Linked DNA regions of Rattus norvegicus: region 2 is linked to region 1. A link is a contact called in public Hi-C data. All regions are on one chromosome and are shown on one strand. The core of a region is the stretch at or near the end of the contact, and the rest is flanking DNA. Distances in the headings are between cores, read along the strand shown.

Region 1 (3,351 bases), core at 638-3,137:
TAGGGATCGTGGTTGAACTGAACCTAGGAGTACTTGCATTTTTATAGAGAGAGCTGCCTTTCACCAAAAACCTTGCTGTTTATTTCCTCTGGCTGCTGGACAAAGCCCCCGTGGAAACCCTCAGCAGCAGCCTCTGTTGACTGGGAGAGTGGGTTGGAGAAATTGCGGTAGCTGTCAGGGAAAGTCTGAGAGTGGAAGTGTGCCCCCTAGAAGCAGGACTGTTATTTCAATGCAGTGCAGAGAGAAGCCTGTGGCATCTACAGTGAGGATTCCATGACTATCATAGCGGTCTGATACAGCCTGTTTCACCTGCCCTCTCCAGGAGTTTCAGTAACATTGATGGCGGTGTGCTATGCTTTTATTTGCAGATTGTTGTTGCTATTATGGGCTATAACAAAATTGCCTTGGGCTTTTGGAAAGCACATGTTGTTAGGATCGATTGCTGAGCAAGGTTATCAGAAGGGAGAATGGGGCAGTTGAACTTTGTCTCTCTGTCTCTAGTTCTCTCTTACACACACACACACACACACACACACACACACACACACACACACACACACTCCTTAGATGACTCAGGTTTTGGCTTAGGCCTATAAGAATGTGGGTACATTGTGAAGAAAAATGTTCTGTTTTTTGTTTAAATTTTGCTATTTTATTCACTGTATTTTATAATGTCCTATTATGTAGTTCTGGTTTCCCCAAAACTCAGTATGTGGTAAGTAGACCAGAAGAGCTTTGCACTTTGGTCGAGCCTCCTATTCCCACTGCCTTGCTCTTGGGATCCCAGGCGTACATCATCATACTAGGTCAAGAAAGAGGCCTTTTAAGGCTTGAATTTCAAGGCTTGACCCTCTAAGAGCAGGCAGCCATATCCATGGAGCTTCTGGTGAGGTCTTGGTGGTGGATGTCATCATGGTGGCGGCAGCATATGCAGAAGAGAGTAGATGAAGAGGCCAGAAACCAGGGACCTACAAAGCAGGCCTATTCTTTTACAGCCCTGACTTAAGTCCAGTAGAAACCTTCTGTGAGTAGTACTCTCAGTGACTTAACTACTTCCTACCAGATCTACATGAGGGGCTTGGGCCCTAACTCAGGAAGTTTGAGGGGATATGTGGCAATCATACACAGACCATGGTTGTTGGTGTGAGGGAATGGTAAGAACAACAAGGGGCTTGGCTTGCCTGTGAGACCCTTCAAGTAGGCTGTCACAGACTGGTCATGTAGTAGGGTGGGGGTAGGATGTTTTCCTTTCCTTTCTTTCTTTCTTTCTTTCTTTCTTTCTTTCTTTCTTTCTTTCTTTCTTTCTCTCCTTCTTTCTTTCCCTCCTTCCTTTCTTTCTTTCCTTCCTTCTTTCTTTTGTCCATCTTCTTTCCTTTCTTTCTTTCTTTCTTTCTTTTGTTCGTTCTTTCTCTCTTTCTTTCTTTCTTTCTCTCTCTCTCTCTTTCTTTCTTTCTTTTGTTCTTTCTCTCTTTCTTTCTTTCTTTCTCTCTCTCTCTTTCTTTCTTTCTTTCTTTCTTTCTTTCTTTCTTTCTTTCTTTCTTTCTTTCTTTCTTTCTTTCCTGTCACCTTGAATCCCATGGAAGTTTCCTAAACAGAGACAGTACCCTCAGATATATCAGCCCAGAGACTAAGGTCCCTCCTTACACCAAGGGATATATAGGGATTTTTATTTTTCTCAAACGTCCCTAAAGCTCAGCAGGCTATGTCATGACTGGAAGAGAGCCAGCAGAAGGTGGAGACTGGGTTATAGCCTCTGTCCTCATGTGGTCCTTTGCTCTCTCATAAAAGTCTACCTAGCTATTTCCTGCTTCCAGGCCCTAGAGGTGGAACCAGAACAGAAGCTGGCCTGGATTGATCCAAAGGGAAAGCCCTGTGTTAGAGGGTCAGAGTCAGCACTCTACACCACATAACCCCTCCACCCCAGCCAGGAGCAAATATTGTGCTTTGCAGCTGATAGGATGGCACAGACTTCCTATGTGTACGATTCCAGGAAGAAAGTTAATAAAACCCCTTGATACCCTGCCTCCCGGGCAGCATTTGTTTGTTTAGCGGTGAGGCTGGGTGCTGTTCATACAGTACTGGTGTTAGGTTGACATTTCTTTTGGCCTTTAAACTTTATGCTTCCTCCTTCCTTGTCCTCTCCCGGGCCCAGGCCTCTCCACCTCCTGTCCCTCAGCATGTGAGTTTGATCCTGCAGGACCTAGACTTTTCGAGAGGTTGCCTCTCTGGGTTGGGATTGGGTGGAGTGCACATTTTTCCTTTTCTTTGCACAAGGGTCATTGTGTGACTGTAAACTTATTGTCCGGTGGCAGACTAAGTGGCATTTCACATGCTAGGAGAGTGGAGAGTTTTGTTTTGTCTTTAAATAAGAGAAGGGAAGAAAAACAGCCCAAGGACCCACATCTGCTGGGTGGGTACAGGGCCGGGACTCCTGCATTGGGTGGAAGTAATGTCTTCCCCTTCGGAGCCCTGCCCCCAGCCCAGTTAGGACTGGGAACTGCATCCATGGGAATGTTGGTGCTTGTGAGGGAGCAGGACATTCTTGGCACTCAGTGCCTTTGGGTCCCCGGGTTATTTTCACAAGAGTTTAACCCCAGGGTGAGAGGAAAATTCCACTCTTTGGCAGTGTGTTATTTCTGCTTGGACCATCCTCCTGAGCTGTGATGCGCTGGCTTGGAGCGTCTGAGCTGGATGGCTTTAGTTTCACTGACTACAGTAGCCTGACTCTAGGCATGTTACGGAAGGTTTTCTCCACCTCAGTTTTCTCATCTCTTCAGTGGGATTTCGTGTTGGCACTTTGGTACATAAACGTGTTGCTGTCCCCAGAAATGTCTGGGATTATACCTAGCCCAGAGAAGGGCCACCGGGCATACTCAGCTTGAATGGAATGATTGCTCCCTCCCTGATTAACTCTTTCCAGGAGGAGTTTGGCATTCTATTGGTATTTTCAGAACTCTTTTCTTTTCTTTTCTTTTCTTTTTTTTTTTTTTGAGTTTTTGGAGGAATGAGATATAGTTCTTTGTGTACAGAAATCTAGGAGAGGACAACTTTTTTTAAAAATCCCGTTCATTCTGTTAATGTCTGCACAAGATGAGATACACTGTGTTTATACCCATTCACAGAATGGGCAGTTTCTTTACGAATAGTCCCTTGTACCTATTCTTATTGGATCCCATTGGACATGGATTCATATAGGATCTATGGCAATAAAAATATGTCAAGGATTTGTAGGCAAAGCACATTTGCTGAGGCTCCCTGAGACCTCTCCACTACCTATGGGCTTGGCTTGCACAATCACCCAGTCAGTATAGCCTATGTTGTGAGTAATCTTTCGTGCTTCTAATCCTAACC
Region 2 (3,792 bases), core at 555-3,054, 41 kb before region 1:
AAAACCTGCAAAATTCATGAACCTTCTCCTCAGCGTATCACTTTCTACCTCCTCCTACTGTCGGTGTGCAATGGTGACCCAGGGCACTGGGGACCTGCTGATTCATTCCCTAGACAGACATGCAGAGTATCACAGACAAGACAGACAGACACAGAGGGGGGACAAACAGAAGAGGACGGAGTGAGTTTTAGAATGTGGTGTGTGTGTGTGTGTTTACACATACATGTGCATGTATGAGCAATTATTGACTGTAATGGGGTACTTGTGCAGCGTAGTATCATCTGAAATGAGGGATTCTTACTAAATGATCTCTCTCTTCTATAGCAAGTTATGTATGAAGACATATTTTGTCCTAACGATTATGAAGAGTGAGTGAGGTGGCGATGGCGGGTGATGGTGCCCACTCAATGCTCGGCCGTGTACTTACGCTCCCGATGTCATAAAATGCACCTCTTTTCAGTTCTACCGACTAATGTGGGCTGTACCTGGGGAGGTGGGGGTCACTCTTCGGAATTTGGTTTCCACAAGGTCTATAGAGCTCAGAGCCATGAGTGAGGAGGAGCTGGAAGGAGCGAAGGAGAGTTTGACTTCCAAACAGAAGCACACTAGGCAAAAGAAGGACTCAGAGGGGCCCACAGAGCTCAGCCTCACAGGCCTGGATGCCAGTGTTGATGCTAATTATCCCACGTAAGCTGCGCTCTTCCTCAGCATCATGGAGTCACTCATTAATTTATTCATCCATCTAATCAAAAGGATTTTCTTCAATCACTTTTTGTTGCACACCAGGCAATATTATAGAGAAGTAACTGGTTCTTGTTCCTTAAATATCCCATTGGGGAAATGTTTCCAGTCTGACTTGTAAGCTGTGTCAAAGTAGGAATCAAGACAGAAAGCCTTCCCCATAGCAACTCAGCTGGGAAGGACGACACCAATGATTCTCAAAAAATACCTTGTGACTGACTGGTCGATTTCATTGAGTGATAGGGACAATCTGTCTAATTGAAAACAAAGATAAGAAGCACTGTTAAGCAGAGCAAGTGAGAGACATCTATTCTAGGGTCTGAAAGACAAGAGCTCTGTGGTATGGATGTAGTTTAACCTAGGGGGGTGCCCTTGGGATATCAGTGTAAAGAAAAAGACAGCGATGTAGACAAGAAGGTGCAAAATCCAGAAAAGAAATAGTAGAAGCTATAAAAGTCCAATTCTGAGAAAAAGCATCAAACCAGGTCCAAGTGTGAAACTGAGCCTACTGCAAGTGGAGGGAGGAAATGAGTGCGTCTCAGAGAGTACACACATGGAGGAGTGCTTGCTTCTGTGTGGTGAGAGTGTTTCAGGGGCTGGGTGAAAAGAGCTGGCCCACAAAGGCACCTTATGTATAGGTGATCTTTGCAGAAAGGGAGCAAGAGCCCTGGAGAAGCCCAGCCCACCATCCTGGAGCCATTTTAAAAAATGCTGGCAGCTTGTTACTTATGTTGAAGATTCTCCGACATCCTGGAAGGGGCAGCTGTGCAGGTAGGTCTGGACCTGGGCTGCCCCAGGCTAGGCAGCTGGACCTCTTTGCCCACCTCTGTACCTACAGGGAGGAGCAGGTGCTTAGCTTCTGGAGGGCCGCCTTTCCTGCTGGCTTCATTCCTAGTGATAGCTGACCTTTGCTCCCCAGTTAGGTTTGTGGCAGATTCCTCTTCCGTGGGCCTGATGGGGGGGAGGGGAGTGCCTGCTTCTGCTTCTCTTACCCAGCACAGGGAGATAATGGGTGGCCTTTGGAGCTTGTCTTTCACAAAACAGGACAGTCTAGCACTAGAAGGTCAGAGTCACAGAGCACTGTTTACAGGCAATGCAGGTCAAGAGCTGACTGGGAGGTCAGATATGAAGGAGAGAGTCTAGTGAAACCCAGAGAGTCCAGGGAGGGTCCCTAGGCATCCACGCAATGTGCTGTGCTCCTCTCATTTTGGGTGTTTCTGCTCTTTATGTGTATTTTATAACTCACCTAATTTGTCCTGTAGCAGAGGACATAGGGCACCCTTTCCCATTCCTTCTCTTAATAAGGCTTTCATGGAAGCGAGGGCATGAGAAAAGCCAGCATATGGTTCCTTCCTAGGTGACATCCCTTAGTTCGATTTAGCCATCTGAATGTGACCCATTCACAGACAGCATGGATGAACGGCTTGCACTCTTTTTGGTGCACGAGAAAGGAACAGAAATGCAGATGGCCACGATGGGAAAATTTCCCTCTCAGAAGGTAAGGGAGCAGAGCAATGGTGTGAAAGAGTGAATTAGCTATGGCAAATCTCGTTAGTGTCTATTGTAAGCAGAGGAGCTAAGCCATCTGTGGCCACTTGCAAAATTGTTCCTTGTTTGTTCATATCCCCCACCGAAGCAAATCTTTGTGGCTTCTAGTGATTTGCATATTGTCACTTGTTTGCCAATGAGAGGGTGCCTCCACATGCCTATGTGAGAGGGTATCTGTGTGGACACGTATGCGTGTTCTGAACAGAGTTGGTATATTTTTTTGAAAAGGGTGTTTTGGGGGCACTGACTGTGGGCTGAAGACAAAAAAAAAAAAAAAAACAAAAAAAAAACAATGCTGAGCTCTTCCGGGTTTTCTCCTCCAGCTGATGTCTTGAGGGCATCTTACATCCTCCGATACAACTTCATTCTATTTTCCCCATAACTTGAGTTTTAAACCAATGTTCTGTACAAGCAGGAAGGAGGTAGGAAGTAATCAGAGCAGCTCCTCGTAGCCTTCGAGTCAACCCTTTATTTTAGCTTTGTCCTCAGCATGGCTGGCTGAGTCGTCTTATGTTGAAGACACCATTCTCTCCTCTCCCTGTCCTCCAAAGTGTGTCCAGTGGCTCTCCTGTTAGTATGTGGTCTTCAGGTGATGCAGGGATGCAAAGATCACCTCGAGTCCTTCTTCAGAGAACTTGCATGGGGTTTTGATGCCCATGAGCATTGTGTGCACTGCATGTGGGAGCTCCAGAGGAATCGGAGGAGGCCACTGGGTCTGCTGGGCACTGACAGCTTTGTACTTGAGGTCCTGTGAAAAACAGGCATGAGGTCAGAGGGGCTGCCAATCAAGCTTTCTGAGAAATTGGGGCTGGCCAGAGAAACCAGAAGCTGAAATGGTCAGAAAATTAAATGCAAAACCCTACTTCTGCTCATCACCGTAACATTCTAGGCCAAGGAGGTACAATGGGATCTTGAGTAACAGTTTATTATATTTCAAATGGTACCCATAATTGCTTGCTCTACGATGTGGGCAATTTAAAAAGAAGTTTCCATGCACCTTAATTTTCCTTTTGTGAAGTCAGCATCTTGTTCTTGATTTTCCTTCTCCTTCCCTGACTCTCATTCTTCTTGAGTGGAATCAGACTCTGGCTGTAAAGATTAAAGTTCATGCTGTCACCTCTTCTGAGGACTTCTTCATATGGTTGTGTAGCACTCTCCGTAGTTGTGTGAGAAGGTCACATCCAACCGTAGTTGGATGCAGACAGGCAAAGAATATGAAAGCAGAAAGGGACCCTCAGAGACCTCAGACAGATTTTGCTTCCCAGAGGAATCCATGGGGTCCACTGCAGTAGAGTCTCAAGATCATATCATTACTTGTGTAGAGAACACACACATACACACAGACACAGACACACTCGCGTGTGCACACACACATTTTAACCGTCACAATGGCAGATGTAAAAGAAACAGAACAACAACAAAAGGACAAGATGCTGGATTGTTCTGGGCAGTCATTGCCCCTGCTTGGGAGCCTGCCCTGCCTACTTGGCCCATTTCATTACG

The links. A called contact is a pair of places that touch in the nucleus more often than the background predicts.
Region 2: a contact with region 1 is called in a Hi-C map of liver, with 7 times the contacts expected there. The contact joins two enhancer-like sites. A contact is called at or near these places in 3 of 12 Hi-C or Micro-C datasets (kidney, liver and mammary epithelial cells).

The regions. Positions count from the first base shown.
Region 1 is chr18:74,742,952-74,746,302 of GRCr8, reverse strand. The region is part of intron 2 of Setbp1 (SET binding protein 1); the gene reads left to right. Among named protein-coding and RNA genes, the nearest start is that of Setbp1, 83 kb to the left of the region's middle. Within about 2 kb of position 1,887, at least 21 of the 93 cell types and tissues checked have an H3K27ac peak or open chromatin away from gene starts, as enhancers often do. A contact at or near this core is called in liver, where this site is marked.
Region 2 is chr18:74,783,428-74,787,219 of GRCr8, reverse strand. All of the region lies in intron 2 of Setbp1 (SET binding protein 1), which reads left to right. Among named protein-coding and RNA genes, the nearest start is that of Setbp1, 42 kb to the left of the region's middle. Within about 2 kb of position 1,804, at least 2 of the 93 cell types and tissues checked have an H3K27ac peak or open chromatin away from gene starts, as enhancers often do. A contact at or near this core is called in liver, where this site is marked.